2 separate regions of the Mus musculus genome follow, and region 2 is linked to region 1. A link is a contact called in public promoter capture Hi-C data. All regions are on one chromosome and are shown on one strand. Each heading gives the region's core, a stretch centred on a gene start, on an enhancer-like site or on the middle of the called end of the contact. The rest is flanking DNA. Distances are from core to core; before and after follow the strand shown.

Region 1 (7,733 bases), core at 2,031-4,530:
TTTTGAATTCCTCTTTCTGAAACATTCTAAATCATTTATTGGAAACAGGTGACAAATGTCTGTAACAGAAAATTGAATAAGACTTCAATTTAGAGGCAGGAGAGGGAGCGGGGAGAGGGTAGGTGAAGGGTGAAGGATGAAATGGAGAAGGAGAAGAGAAGGGAGGGGGAGAAGTGCAGCAATATGATTCCAGTGTACCAGTGGCTCTGGGGGTGAGGACTTGAGATAATGATATGTAAAAATCCCAGAGTCAGTTTCTCCTTGGTTGCCCTATGGATAATGGGATTATTAATTTGGGCCATCAAATCATGCTCTGAAGTCGGATGGAATTTTAATGAACTATATTGCAAAAGATGGACACTTACAGTTTCTTACTTCTGCAACTAAAAGGCCTTTGGGGGAAGCGGCTGTGTTCCGTGAAGCCATGGGAACACACATTTGAATCTTGTTAGAAATAAGCGGCCCATTCCCTAACAAATCACACCATGCAGCAGGTCTCACGTGGGAGGTTTGTTGGGAGGAGGTTCAGAAGTAGTCTCTGGAAAAGGGTAGAAGGAAAGAGAGAGAGGGCCAGGGAGGAGTCTTTTATTGTGTGACAGATGTGCAAAGGGATATGGGGTGGGGCATGACACATGTAAGAAGGGATAGACACAGGAGCAACACGTGTTGCCTAGAGATCATGTAGCACACCTCTGGGTTCAGAAACTGCCTATAAAGATGCCTGATTGCTACCAAGTGGATTCTAGTTGTCCACTGATGCGCCTGAAGCTAACAGATCTGATCATGGATAGTCATGTAGAATTCCAATCATGCCATGGCTCAATAGAGTCAGCGTGACAACAGGAAGATTCTTTAAAATGGGCACATTTCCCATTACAGAGTAGCACAGAACCACACTGGAGCTTTGGGTACTATGATTCCTACCCATCCAGTGATGGAAGTCTGAGATCCACTTTATGGATTGTCAAAGTCACGACAAGACCAGAATATTCAGACAGAAGGCAGCATGAAATGGCAACAACAACAAAATTGGCTGGATTTCCATTAGTGGATCTAAAACAAACTCCAACTTAGCTGCACATTAAATTTATCAAAGAAGTTGACAAATTCATTTAAAACTTGTTTGCAGGAGTGCTCAGTAATACATTTATTCCTATAGCCTTAATCACTAACAGCCATCCGTGGCTAAAAATTAACCATTGTAAAATCCCTGAAATAAACAGTTTGCAATTGTGTTAGACAGACTTTCGTTTCTGAAACAAAACACTTGATCAGTCGCTTAAGAGGGGAGAGGTTCCTCTTGGATCCCTGTTTCAGTGCATGGTCTGGTGACATTACTTTGTGGCAAGGCTGAACACCATGATGGTGAGCACAGGTGAAGGACCAGCCTGCTGACTTCATGGAGGTCAGAAAGCAGAGCCAGGTGAGGGGGACAGGGACAAGAAGTATCTTCAGAGCATGTTCTCAGTGACTTACTTCCATCAACTATGCTATACTTCCTCCTTTTCCCCACCTCTTAATAATACCATCAGATTGGAAATTCATCACATGATGAATCTTTTGAGTAAGTCAGAATCCTATATATCCAAATTACTCTTAGGACATCAGCTGGCAATCAACACTCCACTTAATGAATCTTGGTCAGAAAGCTTTCATATTCAATCCAAAAGAGCTAGTTTTAAAGAAAATTTTAAGTTCTATTTTATTTTTAGTGTGTGTGTGTGTGTGTGTGTGTGTGTGTGTGTTATGGGCATGTGCCTTTGTTTTTGTGTATATGTCTGTGTTGCATATATGATCACGTGTGTGCACATACTTATAGAGGCCAGAAGAGAGCAGTGGACTCTCGGAGCTAGAGTCACAGGTGGTTATAAGCTGCTCAGTGTATATTATGCCTGTGGTACTCATGGTTGAACGGCTCTTCGGTATACACATATCTACGATGGAGTTTAATTTGTAAATTATCACAGCAAGAAATTAACAACAGTAACTAATATTTCAACAAACAATTATAATAATATGCTGTAATAAAAATTCTTTAATGGCTGGAGAAGAGAATGGCTAAGTGGTTAAGCCATTAGGGTGATTCGTATTATCTCCTACATATTAGAAGTAATACCATAGAGGAAAAATGTACAATAACAACCAAAATTGTTTTGGAAAGAAAGAAAGTGATATGAATTCCAGTTATGGAGATAGTATAAAGTCTTTTTTATTGGTTATTTTATTTATTTACATTTCAAATATTACCCACTTTCCCAGTTTCCTCTCCTGAAACCCCCTATCCCATCCCACCTCCCCCTGCTTTTATAAATGTGCTCACCCACCCACCCACCCACCTGCCCTGGTGTTCCCCTACACTGGGGCATCAAGCCTTCACAGGACCAAAGACCTCTTCTCCCACTGATGCCCAACAAGGCCATCCTGTAGACAGTATAAAGTTAAGTGTAGGTGTCTTGTTTATGATACGCTGCTACTGCTAACTTAGGAGAGAAATAGAACAAAAAAGAACAAAAGGAAAACAAAACTACATGTGGGACATGAATGTAATGTGACTCCAAATTTGTGGGGACAAGTATTGGAATATTTAATTTTCTATATAGTAAAAAAGGTCTGTCTATAGTCCAAACCATAAAAGAAAACGAAATGAAAACTAGCTTTGAAAAGTTAACTGGCAAAATGTAGGTTATTTCCTCAGGACAGAATGAAATGTGAACAAAACAATACAAGAACTGTCAACAAGCAGGTTGTTATCATAAAATCAAAGACAGAAACTGAATGGCACAATTAAACAAGAGACTGTGATAGACAGGTCTTAATACAGTTGCTTTTCATCCTTTCCCTTTGCCATTCGTGGCTTTGGGTAATTTCTTCCCCTAGAGTTAGTCTCACTTACAGAATGCCTTGATCTTCAGAGTCTGCCACTCCCATATTAAAAACAAGAGGTTCTACTAACAAGTCCCAGGTACAGCCTTGCTTTAGTGAAGTCAGGTTACTGTGGCATCAGCTGGCCCAAAGGGAACACCCCCAAGACTAACAGGAAAGAAGCAAGATACTAGAAATGCCATGTAGATAAAGGACGAGTTGATCAGAACTCTGCTGATGCTTCACAGGAGGCTGCACTCCGGCTAACACCCCGGTTACAGCCTGGGCACGGAACCAGAAGGGTTTGCTGAACCAGAACCGAATCTCAGCCCACAGAAACAGTGAGACAACAAACATGCCGTGTTCCAAGCACATGGCGTGTTCTGAGCTGGGGTGTCTGTGGCCCTTTGCCTCCCAGCAACAGACAACTAGTGCAGATGTCATGAACAAGCTGATATGAGTCAAAGGTGAAGAGGGCATTACAACACATGTCACAGTCAAAGGTTTGTTCCCAGGATTACGTACAAATTCCTACACGTTCACAGAAAATGGTGATTTGTGAAATAAGGCCGATGAGAGGATTGGGCAATTCACAAAACAGAAGCTTGTATTGACAAGGATACAAAAAAAAAAAAAAAAGGGCTCTTCTTTCTTACTCACAGTTCAAAGCATGCAATTTAAAGATCAAATAGGATTTTATACTTACTACTTGACAGAATTTTAATGGGTTCCATAAAGTTCAGTATGGCCTGTGTGTATACACATATATTCCTAGTTGAGAAAAGTGCCAGTGTGCAGATTGAAGCAAGATATGAGGGCATAGAAACAGCATTTGAATAACACAAGGATAACCTTTACATAGCACACAAAAACATTATGCCTACAAAAATACACAAAATAACAAAATAATACAAATTAAATAATTTAACATATCATTATTTAAATTTTACTTTATTATTTTATTCAAAATATAGGTTTTTTTTCTAGTAACAAACTAAAAAACAATCCCTGAAAGTATAAATTTTTTTCATACAGAATAATCTGATTGTAGTTTTACCATCCTCAACTCTTCCGTTCTCCCCCATGTCTCCTTCCATCCGCATTTACCTGCTTTCTGTCTTTCATTAGAAAACAGGCTGCCAAGGGATAATAATAAACTAAAATGAAACATAATACGATAAAACCAAGGCAAAAGCAATGGACTAGGAGAAAACAAACCAACAGAAGGAAAGAAGTCCAAGGAAAAGCGCAAGACACAGAGACACAGAGATACAAGCATTCACATACTCAGGTTCCCATAGAAACACAAACCAGAAGCCATAGTATATGTGCTAAGGACCTTTGGAGTTAAAAAAAGAAAGAAAAAGAAAGAGAGAAAGCAAGGGGAAGGGAGGAAGAAAGAAAATAATAAAACATTTATAAGAAGATAAAGTTAAAAAATAAAATCTCTGACGATATTATGAAATACAGAGCCTCCAAAGATGTCACTAAGTTTTCTGTTGGCCACCTACATCTGACCAATCCTTAAGGATAGTTCATTTCTCCAGTGAGATGACCTTCGAGAAAACTAAATTTTCATTTGTAAGTAGATGTCAGTTAGCAATCTTCTGGATAGAGGATTGAGGCAAGCGTCTATTTCTTCTTTCAGCTCTAGGGTTAAAAAAATGAAAGAACCAAATTAATTATGGTCATTGCCTGTGGAGAAGAATTAGCACCTTCATCCCTTGAGAAAAAGAAATCTAATTATGTTAACATATATTTTTACCACTTGTATGTTAATCCTTCTATTATTAACTATAATCACATAATTTATAAACTTCAGATTTGGAGTGGTAGCAAAAAATTCTTGGCAGTCTTTGGTTTTTTAAAATCGATTATTATTTTTCAAGATAGCAAAACAACATTGAAAATGATAATGGGTGACATGCAATACTCAGAAATTTTCAGAAAATTACCTGAAGTGACATATGGCAATACTTTAACCAAGAAAAAAAAAAGCCAATTACTTGAGAAAATCTTATGGGACAATCTGAGCATATGTCACATGTAAGGCTGGGACAATGACGTATGAGTATTTGCTCCATTAATATTTAGACACTTGCTTTCTTCACAGATTGTGATCAGCCTTCACTCCCAACCTACTGAGCTCATGGCCTCCTGCTTCTTTCTGCCCTGTGGTTACCTGCTGCATCATTTACCTTTTGTAACTGTTTCAAAGACCAACAGCGACTTGCTGTTTCTTGAGGAAGGAAGCTCTGCCTAGTGGCCAACCTCATTCTTTTATCTGATGTAAGACTGTCTGGAGCCTAGAAGATCTAGCATAGACAGCTTCAGATCCAGCTTACATGCATCGCATCTCTAATTTGGGGGAAGGTAGTGGAAAAGTCTAGACCAGTAGTTCTTAACCTATGGGTTGAGACCAGTTTTACAGCGGTAGCATATTATATATCCTGCATATCAGATATTTACATTAAGATTCATAACACTTATGAAGTAGCAACAAAAATAATATTAGGGTTGGGGGTCACCACAACATAAGGACGTGTATTAAAGGGTCACAGCATTAGGAAGGCTGAGAACCTCTGCTGTAGACAAAGCTTTAGAAGTGCAGAAGTGCTGTTCTCAGGGTTACTTGAGTGTAAGGCCAGCATGGGAGCAGAGAACTAGCTGAGTATAGATTCTGAAGGCAGAGGAACTTGGGATGCTGGCACAATAAGCAATCGTTCACCCTTCAAATTACCCATGATTCCTGTATGCAATAAAAGTTACTAACCTGGTTGACTTTGGAAGCCATCGTATAAATATTTAGTTGGTAACCCCATATTATTTATGGAACAAGTCATTTCTTCAGTGAGTTCCTATATGGCACTTTTATTTCTCACTTGGTAGTAGAAGCATTTGAGCCCAGTCCTTCCCCTACCCTGCCCCCACCCCCGTAGTTCTAGGATGGTCGACTATAGAACAGGAATCCATGGGTGCTCAGAAGTATGAGAACAGTCCAAGCCATTTGGCCTTGAGGCTTTGTAGGAGTGCCAGCTGCTATAAAAGTCACCATTGCCTCATTTTGATGGCATTGTAGTACCTTGCTTACTGCTGGGTTTCCTCACAGTTAAACTGACCTCATGACAGGAGAGCTGCTGTTATTTAATGTTCTTATTCAGACACCACAGTGATGGAGAGACAGTTTGCTCTCACTGCTCTTTGATGGAAATTCAGACTGCAGTGTAAGGGTTTCCTGGGCCACCATACCTTCTGTCTATCTACTTCTGCAAACTGATGTCCTGCTGGGAGCTAGAGGCTTTTTGGCTGTGGAATCCACAGCCTTTCCACCTCCCCCGCCCCCTCCCACCGCTGCTGTTGCATCCTGCTCCTGCCCAGCCTTGTCTATTTAGGCTGGTGACTTCTACTTGGAGGAGACCTGAGTCTGTTGAAACAATTCAACTCTAATTCTCTGCTCTATTCTAACACTGGAGATGACCTTTGAATCTTGCTCTTCAAAGCCAAAACGGTATGCTTCTTTCAACACAACTGGAAGGGCGAGTGTAGTTTAGCATAAGGAATCTTTAAATTTGAACCTCATTTACTAAGAAATTTTTAAATTCCTTCTTCCTTGAAGGACAGGACTTCCTTATGCAAATTATTATTGCTTCTTTCTTCTGCTTCTGAGACCAGCTTTGACAACTAAGTAATTCCTTTTTTTCCTCTCTGTCTTCCTTTGACTATTACAAATTTCTCTATATGGTAAGCATCCAAATGTGTGTGTGTGTGTGTGTGTGTGTGTGTGTGTGTGTGTGTGTGTGTGTTGGGGGTTGAACCTGGGCAGTTGTCAGGCAAGTAGTGTAAACTGAGTTAAATCAACAATTTTAAAAACTCATTTAAAGACACATTAAAAAAATTTTTTTAGGACTAACACAAAAATAAATACATGCTAGCTGTTACATGGGTTGACAAAAGGGATCATCAAGTAAACCCACATGAAGGTGGAAGGAGAGAATCATGTATCATCTACAAAAACACAGACAACACACACTAATAATAGACATTTTAAAAATGTAGCTTGGCCATTGTCCACTGTCAGCCCACGAGAGTTTTCCTCCATGGGCTCCATCTAGGCAATACCTGTTCTCATCCCTTGGGGTGCTCCAATTTATTCTAATAAACCCTATCTTCTCCACATCTTTATCATTCTGGTCATGATATAGGCAGAAAAAAAAATCAAGGGCAGGCTTTTTGAGGTTGAGAGTGTTACCTTCAGAGGACCAAAGGGCTCAGGGCAGGATCCAGAATTAGTCTCATTGTATCTGTGGACCCATATTGGCACACCCAATTCTCAGCCCATACCCAGTATTCCCTGAAGTGCATTTATAACAGAGAGCAACCCACCTATGGGTACCTATGAATGATACCCACCCTGTGTCCTGGTGTCAGTGACAGAAAATACAAGAAGAAAAAAATGGAGTAGAGGTTGGTCTGATGTTTAAGCAGGAAGATCTGTGGAGAAAGGAACATTTTGCCCTGTTGTTTTACTTGTAATTTTGCACAAATATAAATATGTGTGCTGACAGTCGGAGCTCAGAGGGGGGATGGGTAACCTGCTTGACATTTGCAAAGTCAAAAGCCTTTCCGAAGCTTGCAGAGATTCTGCCTGTGAAGCTTGCAGGTCAGACCTGAGCAGACAAGGGCCAGCCTGTGCAAGAGATGACCGAGTTTGGCTGGGGCCTGGTCTTTTCTTTTGCTCTAACTCAGGTGATTTTGCCAAAGTTATAAATGGCCAAAGGTCATTAACTAACACATGCTTTCCTTATGGTGAAGTATTAGGTTTTATAACTTTTGCATTGCCAAATTTTAAAATATTGACGAGATGCAGACAC
Region 2 (7,348 bases), core at 3,977-6,476, 500 kb after region 1:
TGAGTACTTTGATTGGTAAGTCAGATAGCAAAATGTTCTGGCTATTATGAGGTTAAGTTATTCCATGGGGACATCATTCTGGTGTTTTTTACAGAATCTGATACCTCCCCCACTGGGTGACAGACAGAAACCATCATGAGATTTGGATAAACTCCCGAGGGATCATACCCAATTGCCACTTTCACAGGAAATCCACACAATGACGTACACAGGAATTCTGGGTTTTCAAGCTGCCCTAGAGTCAAAACCATATCTGTGAACACATCCGAAACAGATGGAATCAAAGGTCACCCTCCTGAAGACCTACTGACCCTATGATGATGGATTGCCTTCAGTTGAGATCAGACAATGACCAGCAGAGCCAGACACTGCACAGGCTTGCAGACTTCCATCACCAACTCCTCTGACTCAGCCTTGCCAACCTCGCTGCCATTTCAACACTGGGGATTCAAAGCTAAAGCTTTCTGAATGATAGATAGTAGGTGTGCCATGAAAATGCATACCCAGTCCTTTAGAAAAAAAAATATCTCTAACTTACCCAAACATGTTTGAATTTGTCATCCTTCTGTTTCAGCCTCTGTAGTAGGTAGGATTACAGCATGAGCCACTGTGCCCATTTTGGCATTGGCTAGTCAAGAAGGAACATTGTGTTGCAGTTTAAATCTCTCATTTGCATGAAGGAACTGGGAGGAACTGTAGGTGTTTTTTCAATATAAACTGCCCTTTGGCTGTTGGCCATCCACAGTTTGACTTACTGTTGGTTAGAGTTGCACCTCCAATCTAGCTAAGACAGATGTCCTCACTGGAAACCCTTCCAAGTACTCCTCTGGGTATAGACCCAGTCTGCTATTGTAAGTTCAATAAACCGTGTCCAGTAACAATGGGTCAGTACAGCAGTACAATCTTAGTGTATACAGAGAGAGAGAGAGAGAGAGAGAGAGAGAGAGAGAGAGAGAAGTTGACTTCAAAACAAAGAGAACACTTGTTATTAAAGAATTGTCAGTCCTCCTCTCAAGTGTGCTGTCACATTCTAGAAGCTTCCTTGGCAACATACAACTGCCACAGAGTACCATGAAAGAAGACAGATGTTTCTCCAAAATAGATAAATAAAATGGAGATGAAAAACAAAACACGGCCAATAAAACAAAACCAAACAAACAATAAACAGTCAAAGAAACAAAAACCTTACCAGTCAGGGAGATAAGCAAACTCACAGAAATATTGGTGTATGTTTTAGCCAAACCATGTTAATACTGGAATTTACCAAGTAGACTGGCTTCCCTACAGGCTGAGGGGGAAGGTGATGTATTTCACCCTCTGTATAGGGTCCTTAAGCATGAAGGAACCCAGAATTCCTTAGTAGCTGCTGTGTGCATATCCCTCCCCCTCCAGACTACTCATTTTCATGATGTTCTATAGCAGTTTTGCTGGCAGGGGTGGATAAATAGATGTCTCAGAGGTTAAGAATACTTGTTGCTCTTGCAGAGAACAGGTTTAAATCCTAGTACCTACATGGCAATCACACTGTACTGGCTAGTTTTGTGTCAACTTAACAAAGCTGTAGTTACCACAGAGAAAGGAGCTTCAGTTGAGGAAATGCCTCCATGAGATCCAACTGTAAGGCATTTTCTCAATTAGTGATCAAGGGGGAAGGGCCCCTTGTGGGTGGGACCATCTCTGGGCTGGCTGTCTTGGATTCTATAAGAAAGCAAGCTGAGCAAGCCAGGGGAGGCAAGCTAGTAAGGAACATCCCTCCATGGCCTCTGCATCAGCTCCTGCTTCCTGACCTGCCTGAGTTCCAGTCCTGACTTCCTTTGGTGATGAACAGCAGCATGGAAGTGTAAGCCGAATAAACCCTTTCCTCCCCAACTTGCTTCTTGGTCATGATGTTTGTGCAGGAATAGAAACCCTGACTAAGACACACACCTATCTATAACTCTAGTTTCAGGGAATCTGATGCACTTTTGTGATCTTTGAGGGCACTGAGCATACACAGAGTGTACATACATACATGCAGACAAAAAAATAGCTGTTTTGAAAGTGACTGCATATGCTGTTTCATTTTTCTGCCATTTGAACTATACACAGGATTTTTATACCAATCTCATTGAATCATACCAAGAAATATGCCTTTCTATTTACAATTATTACACTGATCAAATGTATTGATCAAATGACTTTCACATTTCTAACTTTTCTCATGAGTGATGTAATTCAGCTTGAGAACCTTGTATTAAGTTCTGAGACTAGAATTGTCTTCATATAAGAAGTATTGAATAAATCTAAAATCTCATAAAGACATATTTCATAACAGTAAAAAAAAATGAGTATGGTAGGTTCCTTTGCATCGGCAAACAGTTTCTGTACCTGAAAGCCTAGCAAACAAATAAAATAACTTTTCCTTAAAAGTCAGGTTGACTAGTAAAGCTACAAACTGGCATGCATTATTTTTAATGATTTATTTATTTTTATTTTAAATGCATTGGTGTTCTGCTTGCATGTATGTCTGTGCGAGGATGTCAGATCCCCTTGAACTGGACTTACAGACAGTTGTAAGCTACCATGGGAAGGCTGGAAATTGAACTCAGGTCCTCTGGACGAGCAGCCCCTGGTCTTAACCCTAAGCCTCCAGCGCCAGCTTAGTATTCATAAAATCAGAACAAACAAAGCCAACTTATGTGAAAAGTTTTCATTTGTCTCTGGTATTCAGAATTATATAATTACTTCATCATGTCATATTTGAGCTCCCCTTTCTTAGCTCACTTCTTACTTTGCTCAGGAGTCAGTTACCAAGGGATGGTAGTAACTAACTAACCTTACCCACAGCAAAACTCTCTGTTCTTTAGAATGAACATGGAGTAAATTAACCGTGAGTCCTGGTGACTGAGAGAAAATGGAATCACTTATCCAGACCAGTTCTGCTTCTTAACTCTTACAGGAAGAGAGATAACTCAAGAGTTGAAAACCTCCAGGGATCATAGTTGCTCTGATTAGCTCCAACTGGAGAGACACAGAAAGAATATTATCTGTGGAAACTAAGCCTTGATGCTGAGCGATGCAAGATTCTGAGCGCACCTCAGCTCTTAGTTTTCCCTCTGTTATATTGTTTAAGACTCTTGGAAAGGCTAGAGTCTTTACAGAATTTAGGGAAAGTTTGTTCTTAAAAACAGCTCTAGTCTTTGTATTGACATGTTGAAGTGCTCTTGAATCTGAGTGGTTGAGTCTCCTCTGACGACCTATCAAGAATTTTGAGACTCATAAAATGTTGCTTGGGACAAAAGCCTTAGGGCACAAAGTAATTCGCAGACCAACTATGACAGGCCTTTGTCCTTGTTACAATTTTGATTCTGCATGTTTGTTGTTAGAATACGACACTCATTTTCCAAAAGTGTAGACCTCTATGCTCACTGAATTCTTTGCATCTTCAAGGTTCGCATCTGTGAAGCTGATGAAGGTGGTTTCCCTGGGTTATTCCTTTGCACAATCTGGTGGTCTAAGGCTGCTGGAGACAGCCTGTGGTACTTGAAGAGATCTGTCTCCTTATCAGCATACACCTCTCAAGTGGCTATGCTGAGAGATGATCCACACTTGAGAAGTTATAGTATTAGTATAGACAAGATTAAAAGGAGCAATGGTGTAAGAGAAATTGAAATACAGCTTAAAATATCACACTCTAAAGTATAAAAATGGATGTTAAAAATCAACTTTCTTGTTAGATATTTTAAATCATTTCTCATTTTGTATCCTGAACTATATGATTTTAAACTATTAGCATTATTATTAAGAGATTATATCTCCAATCTAGGTGCTCTTCTAGTTTATGTTCAAAAATAATTTAAAAATTTATGTTAGAAAGATGCAGAGTTGCCGGGCATGGTGGTGCACACCTTTAATCCCAGCACTTGGGAGGCAGAGGCAGGCAGATTTCTGAGTTCGAGGCCAGCCTGGTCTACAAAGTGAGTTCCAGGACAGCCAGAGCTATACAGAGAAACCCTATCTCGAAAAACCACAAAAAGAAGAAAGAAAGAAAGAAAGAAAGAAAGAAAGAAAGAAAGAAAGAAAGAAAGAAAGAAAGAAAGAAAGGAAGGAAGGAAGGAAGGAAGGAAGGAAGGAAGGAAGGAAGGAAGGAAGGAAGATAGGTGAAGAGTTCCCATAGACTCACCAATACTCAAGTTCCATTGTCAATTCTTTCAGTGCCTGCTTTATCAACTTAAGCCCATACACCAACACTAACTACATAAAGACCAAGGGACTTTTAATGTATGTATGTCACCAGCCATTAGTAGTAAAACATACAAGGATGCCTTGTTCCATGTACATCCTTGCTGATTGTATCTTGCAGTAATATTGTTATAGCAGACAGAATTCTGGAAATCCTTTGAGCATCATTTGGGCACCCCCTTTGGAGAGCCTCTACATGCCTCTAGCTCTCCAGTTTCAGTGATATATCACATGCCTGCTGATTCCCTTTTCATCTTCTGGTGGTTCTACAGCGCTGAAATCCCGCACTTTGTTTGAGTCTATAACTCTCCTTTTATGGGTTACAGAAGTGATGTTCTGAGGGAAGCTGCTCATCTTTCCAGGAGGCTTCACTTGGCTTCATATGCTCTTGCCTTACTGGTGGAATTGAATTGTCAGCCCTTTAGGGCAAGGTTTACTTCACCATAGCTTGCTTGAAAGTGTACCTCTTCCTGCAGCCACAGAAGAGAAAGGTTTATCAAGTGAAGGGAAAATGGATGATACAGAGTGAGTGACTTAGCTGGAAAGATTTTGCTTATTTTTATTCTGTTTTTTTAATTCATTTTTTTCTTTGCAAGGGTTTATAAAAATCCCCAGAAGAAGGCAAGAGTAACCAGCTCAGGAATCGGGCCTTGGTGGCCTGGCGTTTGCTAGATAAATAGAAATGCAACCCTGGTCCTGCTCAGAAGCTGGCAACAAATTTGCTAAGTGATTGATTTGATGCTAATTTTCTGCATGGACTGAAAAGTCCTACAGGGCCTGTCCTGTGGGAGGGAAATAAATGCAGCCAAGTTGACTAAGCCCTATTTTCAGTTTTATTTTGAGTTCTGCGAGTTTGGAAACTTCCCTTTCCCAGAAAAAAAAAAAAGCAAAAACAAAAAAAAAAAAAACTATATCTCCAAGGGATTGTTACTTATAGGGTTCCAAAAGACTGTAGCTTGCTCAGAAAGTATAGCAAGCTTCCCATGTCCAAATCCCAGAACATACTAAGTGAGGGACTTAAACTGTCATATGCAAAGCTCATGCTAACACCCTGTCTTTTATATCTGTACTCAGTGCGGAAGAAAGGTCACAGCAAGAGACTTAGTCATGTTTCTGCCCCAGGAACTTTTCTGTGATAGTTGCAAATCCTGGAGACAACCAGCTTATAATGACAATGGGCTCAGCTCTGCTCATATTTTAGGGTTCCAGTCTATGACTGCTCTTGGCGATCTAGTGGGTGAACAGCACATCTCACAAAAACAAGCACATAGCAAACCCATTCATTCCATGGCCTGGAAAAGCTAAAGGAGAGGAAGAGGAGAGGTATAGGGTTCAATATCACTTTTGCAGGGATGCTCGCAGTTATCAGAAGACTCCAATAAGACTCAATTCTACTCCCTAACTTCGGACCATTTACCAATAATACCAACACATATGCTTCTAGTAGCAATTTAATTGTTTAAACTGTAGCAGAAATGAGCATTTTTATTCCATAAGATTGTCTTTTGTTTGTTTGATTGTTTGTTTGTTTTAACATGTCCATTTATGGGATGAAAAAGATAAGATTCTTCAATTTCAATGTATAACTCATTAGATGATGGGAGGGAATAGAAGAATAATTCTGATGCATAAAAGTGTGTTGTAGGATGGCCGTATGATGGAACGAGTACTTCACTGAAAACCACATGTCTTGAACTGGAAAGTTTTCCTCCATAGCTCTGATCTCTCCAGTCACTGTAAAATGGAAGACTTCTATTCATATAAGTTTCTTCTGGAAAAGGCAGTTCTACTTCTAGTTCATTTAAAGTTTTTCTACCATGTTAGAATTTTTCCTTATATTCTACTCTTTTTGACATTTCTTATTCAGGACCCCAAGTTGCGTGAACTTCTGGATGTTGGGAACATCGGACACTTGGAACAGCGCATGATAACTGTGGTGTATGGACCAGACCTGGTGAACATTTCCCACTTGAATCTTGTGGCTTTTCAAGAGGAAGTAGCCAAGGTATGTTAGATGGGGACCCTGAAAGTTGTCATCTTCACCTGATTTTTGGTGATAATGTTTAATACATGTGGAAGATTTTTGATTCGTTTAATATGTAGTTTGGGTTAAGCTGCCATCTGAAAATAATTTAATTGTTAAGTATATATGTATTTAAAACATCTTTTAATAATAGCATCTATGTTCAGCAACAGAGATTGTTTTCATTGGGTATAGGGCATTAGATAAAATCCCTTTGCAAAACAAAATGTAGCACCTGGTGAGCATCCTTCCTTCTCTTGTTGGTGTTGGCACATTTTTTCCTTCCTTCCTTCCTTCCTTCCTTCCTTCCTTCCTTCCTTCCTTCCTTCCTTTCTTTCTTTCTTCCTTTCTCTCTCTCTCTCTCTCTCTCTCTCTCTCTCTCTCTCTCTCTCTCTCTCTCTCTTTCTTTCTTAAGACAGGGTTTCTCTGTGTAGCCCTGGTTGTCCTGGAACTCACTTTGTAGACCAAGCTGGCCTCAAACTCAGAAATCTGCCTGCCTCTGCCTCCCAAGTGCTGGAATTAAAGGTGTGCACGACCACCACCCCGTGGCACCATTTCTAATTCCATTTTCATTTCTAACTCTCCGAGGGTGCTCAGCATCAACACAGTCTAAGCCTATTTCCCCTGCACACCACATAGAATTACCAGCAGTCATGTAGTAGTTATTTAGTTAGAACATGAAATAAAAATACACTTTAAGTTTAAATAGCAAATAATTATTCAGCTATTGACTCGAAAGGTGACTTTAAAAATGGGGTTTCCCATCGTAATTAATTACTATGCTACTTAAAAAGCAGGCCTTCCAGATGTACACAGAATGATCCAGAGTATACAGACAATATAGCAGACAAGAAGCTGTAAATTCTTGGGCGTGATATTTCCTTTAAAGCAGTAGTTCTCACTCTCTCTAACACTGTGGCCCCTTAACACAGTTCTTCAAGCTGTGGTGAACCCCGACCATAGAATTATTTTGTTGTTACCTCATAACTATAAGTTTCCTACTCTTCTGAATTGTAATGTAAATATCTGTATGTAGGCTATCTGATATGTGACCCCCAAAGGGGGTCTAGAGGGACTACTGTTCTAGAATGAGCATTTTGAAGG

What was found. Capture Hi-C pulls out chosen DNA fragments and counts their contacts.
Region 2: a contact with region 1 is called in a promoter capture Hi-C map of adipose tissue, with 4 times the contacts expected there. The contact joins two enhancer-like sites. A contact is called at or near these places in 7 of 39 promoter capture datasets (the 3T3-L1 cell line, the C10 cell line, the HPC-7 cell line and 3 more) and 2 of 9 other capture datasets (adipose tissue and pancreatic islet).

Annotation. Positions count from the first base shown.
Region 1 is chr2:134,720,996-134,728,728 of GRCm38.p6, forward strand. No RefSeq gene overlaps it. Among named protein-coding and RNA genes, the nearest start is that of Gm14037, 7.1 kb to the right of the region's middle. Within about 2 kb of position 3,281, at least 15 of the 459 cell types and tissues checked have an H3K27ac peak or open chromatin away from gene starts, as enhancers often do. A contact at or near this core is called in adipose tissue, where this site is marked.
Region 2 is chr2:135,214,630-135,221,977 of GRCm38.p6, forward strand. Plcb1 (phospholipase C, beta 1) reads left to right here. Exons shown (of 32, transcript NM_001145830.1): 4 at 6,089-6,226. 4930545L23Rik (RIKEN cDNA 4930545L23 gene) reads right to left here and starts at 987. Exons shown (of 6, transcript NR_040517.1): 1 at 539-987. Within about 2 kb of position 5,227, at least 8 of the 459 cell types and tissues checked have an H3K27ac peak or open chromatin away from gene starts, as enhancers often do. A contact at or near this core is called in adipose tissue, where this site is marked.